Regions from separate parts of the Mus musculus genome. Here region 2 is linked to region 1. The links are chromatin contacts, called in public promoter capture Hi-C maps. All regions are on one chromosome and are shown on one strand. Each heading gives the region's core, a stretch centred on a gene start, on an enhancer-like site or on the middle of the called end of the contact. The rest is flanking DNA. Distances are from core to core; before and after follow the strand shown.

Evidence for each region. Capture Hi-C pulls out chosen DNA fragments and counts their contacts.
Region 2: a contact with region 1 is called in a promoter capture Hi-C map of adipose tissue, with 2.9 times the contacts expected there. The contact joins the promoter of Ptpmt1 here to the promoter of Ddb2 in region 1. A contact is called at or near these places in 10 of 39 promoter capture datasets (the 3T3-L1 cell line, the C10 cell line, the HPC-7 cell line and 7 more), 4 of 115 datasets of contacts at active chromatin or transcription factors (bone marrow-derived macrophages, embryonic stem cells, large pre-B cells and 1 more) and 3 of 9 other capture datasets (adipose tissue, liver and pancreatic islet).

The regions. Positions count from the first base shown.
Region 1 is chr2:91,235,518-91,239,448 of GRCm38.p6, reverse strand. It overlaps Ddb2 (damage specific DNA binding protein 2), which reads left to right and starts at 2,383. Exons shown (of 10, transcript NM_028119.5): 1 at 2,383-2,759. The coding sequence starts at 2,633. A330069E16Rik (RIKEN cDNA A330069E16 gene) reads right to left here and starts at 2,303. Exons shown (of 2, transcript NR_015464.1): 1 at 2,048-2,303; 2 at 1,092-1,727.
Region 2 is chr2:90,916,107-90,920,392 of GRCm38.p6, reverse strand. Ptpmt1 (protein tyrosine phosphatase, mitochondrial 1) reads left to right here and starts at 2,343. Exons shown (of 5, transcript NM_025576.2): 1 at 2,343-2,681; 2 at 2,684-2,783; 3 at 2,884-2,964. The coding sequence starts at 2,407.

The sequences.
Region 1 (3,931 bases), core at 1,134-3,633:
TTGTTTGCTTGGTTTGAGACAGGGACGCACTGTGTAGCTTAAACTGGTCTGGAACTCACAGTGCTGCCCAGGCTAGACTCAGACTCAAAACATTTTTCTGTTTTAACTTGGGTGGGATTGCAAGTATAAGCCACCACGTCTGATTAAGAGAATACCAGTATAGACAGTGGTGTCTCACACCTTTGATCCCAGCACTCAGGAGGCAGAGGCAGGTGGATCTCTGTGGAGGCCAGCCTGACTACAGACTGAGTTCTAGACCACCCAGGGCTATTGGTGATATGCTCTCTCAAGCAACAACAAAAAAGACACATGAAGCACACCAAAACAAAGTGTAAAAATAAAATAGATGACCATTCTGATCATTACAGGCTAACAAAACCCCGAAGTGGACCTATACAAACTCAAGTGATTTATTTTCCCTCATAATCTTCCTAGTTAATATCTTACAACTTTTTTAGGATTCTTTTTTGTTGTTGTTGTTGTTGTTTTGTTTGTTTGTTTTTCGAGACAGGGTTTCTCTGTGTAGCCCTGGCTGTCCTGGAACTCACTCTGTAGACCAGGCTGGCCTTGAACTCAGAAATCCGCCTGCCTCTGCCTCCCAAGTGCTGAGATTAAAGGCATGCGCCACCACTGCTGGGTTTACTTATTTCTTTGTTTTGTTTTCCCAGGGTTTCTCTGCAGCCTTGGCTATTTATTTACTTATTTAGGTTTTCCAGACAGTGTTTCTCTGTAGCCTTTGCTGTCCTGGAACTAGCGCTGCAGACTAGACCTACTTCTGCCTCCTAAGTGCTGGAATTAAAGGCATATTCCACCACTGACCAGCTTGTAATTTTTTTTTTTTTACTTATGTGTATACATGTTTCTTTATGTGCTTATGTGTATATATGGCTGCATCTGCCTGCAGAGTCCAGAAAAGGGTGTCTGGTCTTCTGGAGCTGGAGTTACATATAGGTATTTGTGAGCCACCTGCCTGGGTACTGGGAACAGAATTCAGGTCCTCTGAAAAAGCAGCAAGCTCTCTTAGCCATTAAACCATCTCTCCAGCCACTAAGCTACAATTCTTAATTTAAGCACATCTTAGGACATCCCCATTATTGGTGCTGGGTTCAGCTTTTTATTTTCTTCTAGAGCATCATTTTAATTTAAAATAAAATTAAACTACATTAAAACATATAAATTTTACATATGTTTATGTAAGTATCATCTTCATAAGGAATACATTACTTTTGACACACACATATTGTATTCTTTAAATTGGGTTAGGCACATCTTCTCAGATATCGTTTGTGGTGAAAACATTCAAAACCTTTCTACCTTTAGAAAATATACAGCAAACCCATTGTCTGCTGTCACCTTGCTGTGCAATAGCATGCCAGATTTTCTCACTCTTTTTCTTTTTTAAAGATTTATTTATTATTATAAATAATTACACTGTAGCTGTCTTCAGACACTCCAGAAGAGGGAGTCAGATCTCATTACAGATGGTTGTGAGCCACCATGTCGTTGCTGAGATGTGAACTCAGGACCTTTGGAAAAGCAGTCAGTGCTCTTAACCGCTGAGCCATCGCTCCAGCCCCAGATTTTCTCACTCTTATCTGATCCTTACAAGATATCAGTGTAGTCCAGGCAAACTCTTCATGCCTCAGCCTCCTCAGTGTTGGGAATTACACAGAGCCTGCCACCATAGATACAGCTCTTTTCTATAGTATGAGGTAAAATACATTCATCTGTAAAGCGAGAGGAAAGAATCAAATGCTAAGGCTGTGATTGGGTAATCAGAGGCACTTTTTTTTTTTTTTTAAGATTTATTTATTTAATACACTGTCATTTCAGAAACACCAGAAGAGGGCATCAGATCCCAATACAGATGGTTGTGAGCCACCTTGTGGTTGCTGGGAATTGAACTCAGGACCTCTGGAAGAGCAGTCAGTGCTCTTAACCACTGAGCCATCTCTCCAGCCCTAGAGACACCTATTATTAATGGGGGAAATGAGAAATATTTAGCCACACTTGAATCTTTGCTCTTTTTAAGACATAAACTACCTACTTTTATCTGTCTCTGTCTCTCTCTCTCTCTCTTTGTTGTTCTTCGAGACAGGGTTTCTCTGCGTAGGTCACCGGATTGCTGGAACGTGTACACCAGGCTGGCCTGAAACGCCGCCTGGCTCCGCCTCCAGCATGCAGGGTTTACGGCCAGCGCTCCCTCCTCAGGTTCAAATAATCGGCTTTCTTCAGATCCAGCACAAGCCAAGGCCCAGCTCCTAGGGAGTTAAAATAAAAAACCCTCCCTGTGAGCTGCACACGTTACTCCGGAAGAGGAGGAGCGGCCGGGGGCGGGCCGTGCCCGAGGGGTTGGGGCAGTCCGGGGCAGTTCCGGGGGCAAGACAGCCCCCTACTGTGGCAATCCCGAGGGGGCGGGGCAGTTCCAAGGGGCGGGACAGCCCTGAGGGGACGGGGCGGGGCTAAAAGTAAAGCAGCCCGGAGGAGCGTTTGGCGCGAAGGTGTCTTAGCTGCGCTACCTGCGACGGCGCTGCCTCATACGTAGTCCCTTCCTGTTTTCTCCACGGAGGCTTTTCCACTCCTTGCTTCGTTATTTTGCCACAGAGCTTGATATCTCTTCACCGAGTACGTCATGGCTCCCAAGAAATGCCCAGAAACCCAGAAGTCCCCCGACGTTGCGGTGCTCCTCAGGAGCAAAAGTCGCAGAGGTCCTCAGGAGCTGGAGCCCGAAGCCAAGAAGCTGCGTGTGCAGGGTCCCGGTACGGCCTGTGCTGCTGCCTTAGCTTTCCGGGGGTTCAGGGTGCTCGCGCCAGAGGCTGAAGCTGGGGTGGTGGGTGCTTGTGCCTGGGCTTCTGAAGCAGTTCTTGGCTTCTGTCGCCTCAGGCTGTGATTTTATTTGGGAGATCGAGGGTTCGAACCCAGGCCTCCAGTTCTCTCAGCAAGTGGGCTGCCACTGAGCCACACGCTGCCGACTGGTTTTATTGGCCAGTTCATTGACAGCAGAGAGTTTTAAGTTGAACAGCCCCCCCACCTCTACCCCAGGTGACAGAAAGAGTCAGATGAGTGCCATCACCGTAAAAGCCACAGTCCCCACTTTCCTTGTTCCAGAAGTTTTACACATCTACTGTTTCAAAGTAATCCTCCCTTTCATAGCCTCTCGGTTATGTTAGCTCTGAGAGTCTGAAATTCCCTCCCTCCTTTCTTCAGAAAGCGCATTCTCAGAGGTTTACCAGGACTTGAACCTGGGGCTATAAGGAATGTGATAAATTGATAAGAGTGGTTTTAGCCATGAAAAGAAAGGAAAGTTGTCAAGAGAAAAAAAGGACTTATAGATTGGGTCCACCAGAAGGGCTTGGTAATTCAGAGTTGTTTTATTTATTTGTTTGTTTGTTTATTTATTTATTTATTTATTTAGTTTTTCGAGACAGGGTTTTTCTGTGTAGCCCTGGCTGTCCTCAGAACTCAGAAATCCGCCTGCCTCTGTCTCCCAAGTGCTGGGAATAAAGGCGTGTGCCACCATTCCCGGCTTATTTTTATTATACTCTGATTTACCTCTCTTCCTTGAAGCCACCTAATCAATTTGGAACTTTTCTAAACCTTACTGCATTCTTCTGGTTTCCACTCAAGTAATGGTTGCTCATGACATTATTTAGTATTTCTTTAAATACAGAGTCTTGCTCTATAGCCCAGGCTGGCCTCCAATCCAAGTATGCTGCAGCTTCTGAGTGCTAGGATTACAGTTATACACCACTGTATTTGGATAGCTCTTATTTTATTTTTTTAAGATTTATTTTATTTAATGTATGAGTCCACTGTAGCTGTCTTCAGATACACCAGAAGAGGGCATCGGATCCCATTTCCGATGGTTGTGAGCCACCATGTAGTTGCTGGAAATTGAACTCAGGACCTCTGGAAGAGCAGTTAGTGCTCT
Region 2 (4,286 bases), core at 1,094-3,593, 320 kb after region 1:
GCGGTTGCCAGCTGTTGAAGGAATTAGGTATGATTACTAATGTGTATAAGAGTTCCTTTGATTAATCCCAGCACTCGGGAGGCAGAGGCAGGCAGATTTCTGAGTTCGAGGCCAGCCTGGTCTACAAAGTGAGTTCCAGGACAGCCAGGACTATACAGAGAAAACCTTGTCTCAAACAAAAACCAAAAAAAAAAAAAAAAAAAAAAAAAGAAAGAAAGAAAGAAAAGAAAAGAAAAAGAAAAAGAGTTCCTTTGAAGGTAAAAATGTCCAAAAATTGCATAATGCTGATGACACAACCCCAAGAGTATATTAATACTCACTGAATTGTATATATTAAAGGGTAAATCAGGGCTGACAGGAAGTCTCAGGGGGAACAAGGTGCTTGCTACCAACACTGACAACCTGAGTTCCATCCTTGGAACCCACATGGTAGAAGAGAACAGACTCCTTCAAGTTATGTTCTGCCAAGCATCCTCCCTGATCCAACACACAAAAATAAATTTAAAAGCAGGTGCACGTAGATCCTATGGGTTATGAACCATATCTCAGGATGGCACGAAAAAGGTGTTGCCACTGAAGAGAAGTCAGACACGGTGGTCCCAGCTCCAGGTGGTCCCAGCTCCGGTGGTCCCAGCTCCGGTGGTCCCAGCTCCGGTGGTCCCAGCTCCGGTGGTCCCAGCTCCAGGAGGGCTGACATAGAACAAGTGTCATGTGTTTCAGTCCAATTTACTAGAGAGATGGCTTAGCACTTAAGAGCACTTGCTGCTCTTGGAGAAAAGTGGGGTTTAGTTCCCAGCACCCACATGGAAGGCTACAATATCAGCAACTGATATTCTAGGGGATCCAATACCCTCTTTTGGCCCCCCTGTGCCACTCTCTCTCTCTCTCTCAAAAAAGATATAATAATACTATTGGATCATTTATTTTTTTGAGACAGACATCTGGCCTGGAACTCTCTATATAGACCAGACTGGTTTTTAACTCAGAGATCAACCTGCCTCTGCCTCCTGAGTGCTGGGATTAAGGGGTGTGTCACCATGATGGCAGACTCAATTCTTACTATACTTTCCAATCCCCACACTGAAAATGGCATGTCTGCTTCACTTATCGATTTAAAGTAAATGGGCTATTTTTCCTTACCTTTTTTTTTTTTTAAGATTTATTTATTTTATGTATGTGAGTACACTGTAGCTGTCAGACACACTAGAAGAGGGCATCAGATCCCATTACAGATGGATGTGAGCTACCATGTGGTTGTTAGGAATTGAACTCAGGACCTATGGAAGAACAGTTGGTGCTCTTACCCTCTGAGCCATCTCTCCAGCTCTACACGTTCCATTTTAAATTTAATACTTGTTAATTCTTTGAGGATCTCATACATGTATTAATGCACTTTGATAAAATTCATCCCCACCCTCCAAACTCCTCTCAACCTACTCTTTCCTTCTTGGGTATTATTACGAGTATTTCTTTGATAAGAATAAAATATATCTCTTTTTTAAAAGGAGGAAAAAGATGACAGACAGTGGTAGCACATGTCTTTAATCCCAGAACTCAGGAGGCAGGGACAGGTGAATCTCTGAGTTCAAGGGCTGCCTGGTCTACAAGAGAGTTCCAAGACAGCCAGGGCTACACAAAGAAACCCTATCTTGAAAAACGAACAAACAAATCACCCCAAATCAAAACCAAAAAGGAGGGGAAAAGCAGCAGATACAGGTTAAGAGTATTTTCTTGTGGCTGGAGAAATATTTAAGCAGTTAAGAGCACTGGCTACTCTTCCAGGGAACCCTGGTTTGATTTCCAGCATTCTCCAGCTTTCTCTCCGAGTCACGCTCCAGTCCCATGGGTTCCAACATCCTCTTTGGACTCCTTGGACTTTGCACCCAGGTGATGTCATACAGGCAGGCAAAGCACCCAACACACACACTTTTTTTTTTTTTTTTTTTTTTTTGAGACAGGGTTCCTTTGTGTGTCCTGGAGCTAGCTACATAGCCAGTAGAAGACATTTAGGGCTTCATAGTGTGACCTGGTTTTAAAAAAGGAGAGGGGGGGGGGCGGGGAAAGACAGAGAGACAGAGAGACAGACACAGACAGACAGACACAGGGCAGTAGACCACCACCTAGGTTCAAGTTCAGGTTCCCTGCTCCCCCAAGAGCAGCTGACAACCACCGCTTTTTTTACAGGCAGACTCGGCTTCTCCAGGGCCTTCCCTGTTTAGAGGAGCCTCTCTGCTGAGCCTCCTCCTTAGTGATGGGTGCACTCCGGGGTCACGGCCCCTCCCTAAGGTCAGGGGTTGGAGAGCCGGCCCTGCTCCTTAGGCAGGGTCACAGTTTCACCCGATCTTGCCATTCCACTCCCTCCACCCGACCCCTCGCCGCGCCTCGCGGCGCCTCTCCTTTGGAGCCATGGCTCCTGTTCCGGGATCCCTCGGGCAGGGCCGGGACTCCGGGGACTCAGCTTCGAAGAGTCGGGAGGCATCAGGTGGCCCTCAGCTCTCGTCCTCCGCGTCCTTCTCGCGGTGGCTGGTCGCGAGCCCCGGGGCCGGTGGCTGGCCGCTGCGCCTGGCGGGGTGGGGCGCCTCGCCACTGCGCCTGGCGGGGTGGGGCGGGATGGCGGCCTCCGCGTGGCTGGAGGCCGGCCTGGCCCGGGTGCTCTTCTACCCGACGCTGCTCTACACAGTGTCCGGGGGAGGGTGCGCGGCCCGGCGCACCGCGACTGGTACCACCGCATCGACCACACGGTTCTGCTGGGCGCGCTGCCGCTGAAGAACATGACGCGCCGGGTGAGAGACCGCCGGGCCGGGCCGGGCCGGGCCGGGAGCGGGCCCAGGGCCTCTGCGGGCGCCCCGCGGCCCTCGCTGAGCCTCCTCTTTGCCTCGGCAGCTGGTACTGGACGAGAACGTGCGCGGGGTGATCACTATGAACGAGGAGTACGAGACCCGATTCCTGTGCAACACCTCGAAGGTGAGGACCCGGGCCCTCTGGCCTGGCTGGCCCAGCACTCGGGCCTGGGAAAGCTGGAGAAGCTAGGGGAAGAGGAAGGACGCCGTGGGTGACCTTGTCTCCGAGACCAGTGTTGGAGACCTAGTTGCCTTCTCAAGTTCTGTGTATGTGGGTCAAGCTCAAATGGCTGCAGGTGGAAAGACGCTGAAGCTGATAAGCCAGAAAGAAGTCTTGCGAGTCTGGAGACTCAGGTGGCAGAGGCAGGATCTTTTGAGCCCAGGAGTTCAATGTGTCCTGGCCATTGTCTAAAAAGAGCGAGCTAACCCGCTGTGGGTGGCTCACTCCTGGAATTTCAGCCCCCTTAAGGCAAGAAGTTGTTCCAGGCCAGCTTGGTGTATTGTATGTAGTGAGCTCTGGGTCAGTCAGGACACAGGACAAGGAAGTCCTGCTTCAAAATGGGGACGGGGGGTACAGTTCTTCATGCACAGAATTGTACATGTATATGCTACTTTTCCTTTGTTTGTTTATTTTGAGACAGGGGTCTTAAGTCCTGATCCGATTCTCCTGCCTCCACTTTCCAAGTACTGAGATTACAGGCATGTGCTAATACACCCATTTTGTATTTGTGATTTTGGTCACTAACCTCAGTAACTAAAATTGTGACTTGTGTGTGGTGGTTTGAATATGCTTGGCTCAGGGAGTGGAGCGAGAGAACCCTGACTAATACAATGTGCCTTGCTGATTTCATTCATTTCAACACATATTTTAGCATCAGGTTTGAATTAGTTATTGTAGCTTTGGAGACGAAGGCCAACTGTAAGAAAAGCATTTCTTTAAGAGTGTGGCTCATACCTGTTATGTTAGCACTTTGTGAGTGAAGGTGGGAAGATCAAGAACTTGAGACCAGCCACAGTGTGTGGTGAGGTGGAGGCCAGCCTGGGCTACATGAGCCTGTGTCTAAAAACAAAATCACAGATAAGAAAAGGGTACCCTCTTCCTGCCAGGCATAGTGGTGCACACTTTTAATCCAGCTCTCTGGAGACAGAGGAAGGCAGATCTCTGTGAGTTTGAGGCCAGCCTGATCTACAAAGTAAATTCAAGGTTAGCCAGAGCTACATAATGAAATTCTGTCTTGAAACCCCTGCTCCAAAGAAAATTATAAAAGAAGAGCACCCCTTATTATATATGCTATGTTAATAGTTATCATTGAGAATCTGCAGAGTGGGCTGGGGATGGATTTCAGTTGATAAACTGCTTGCCTGGGATACACAAAGCTCAGTGCAGAAGGCAAACAAGGCATGGTAGTGGCACAGGGCCGACATCCCAACACCCCAGAAGCAAGA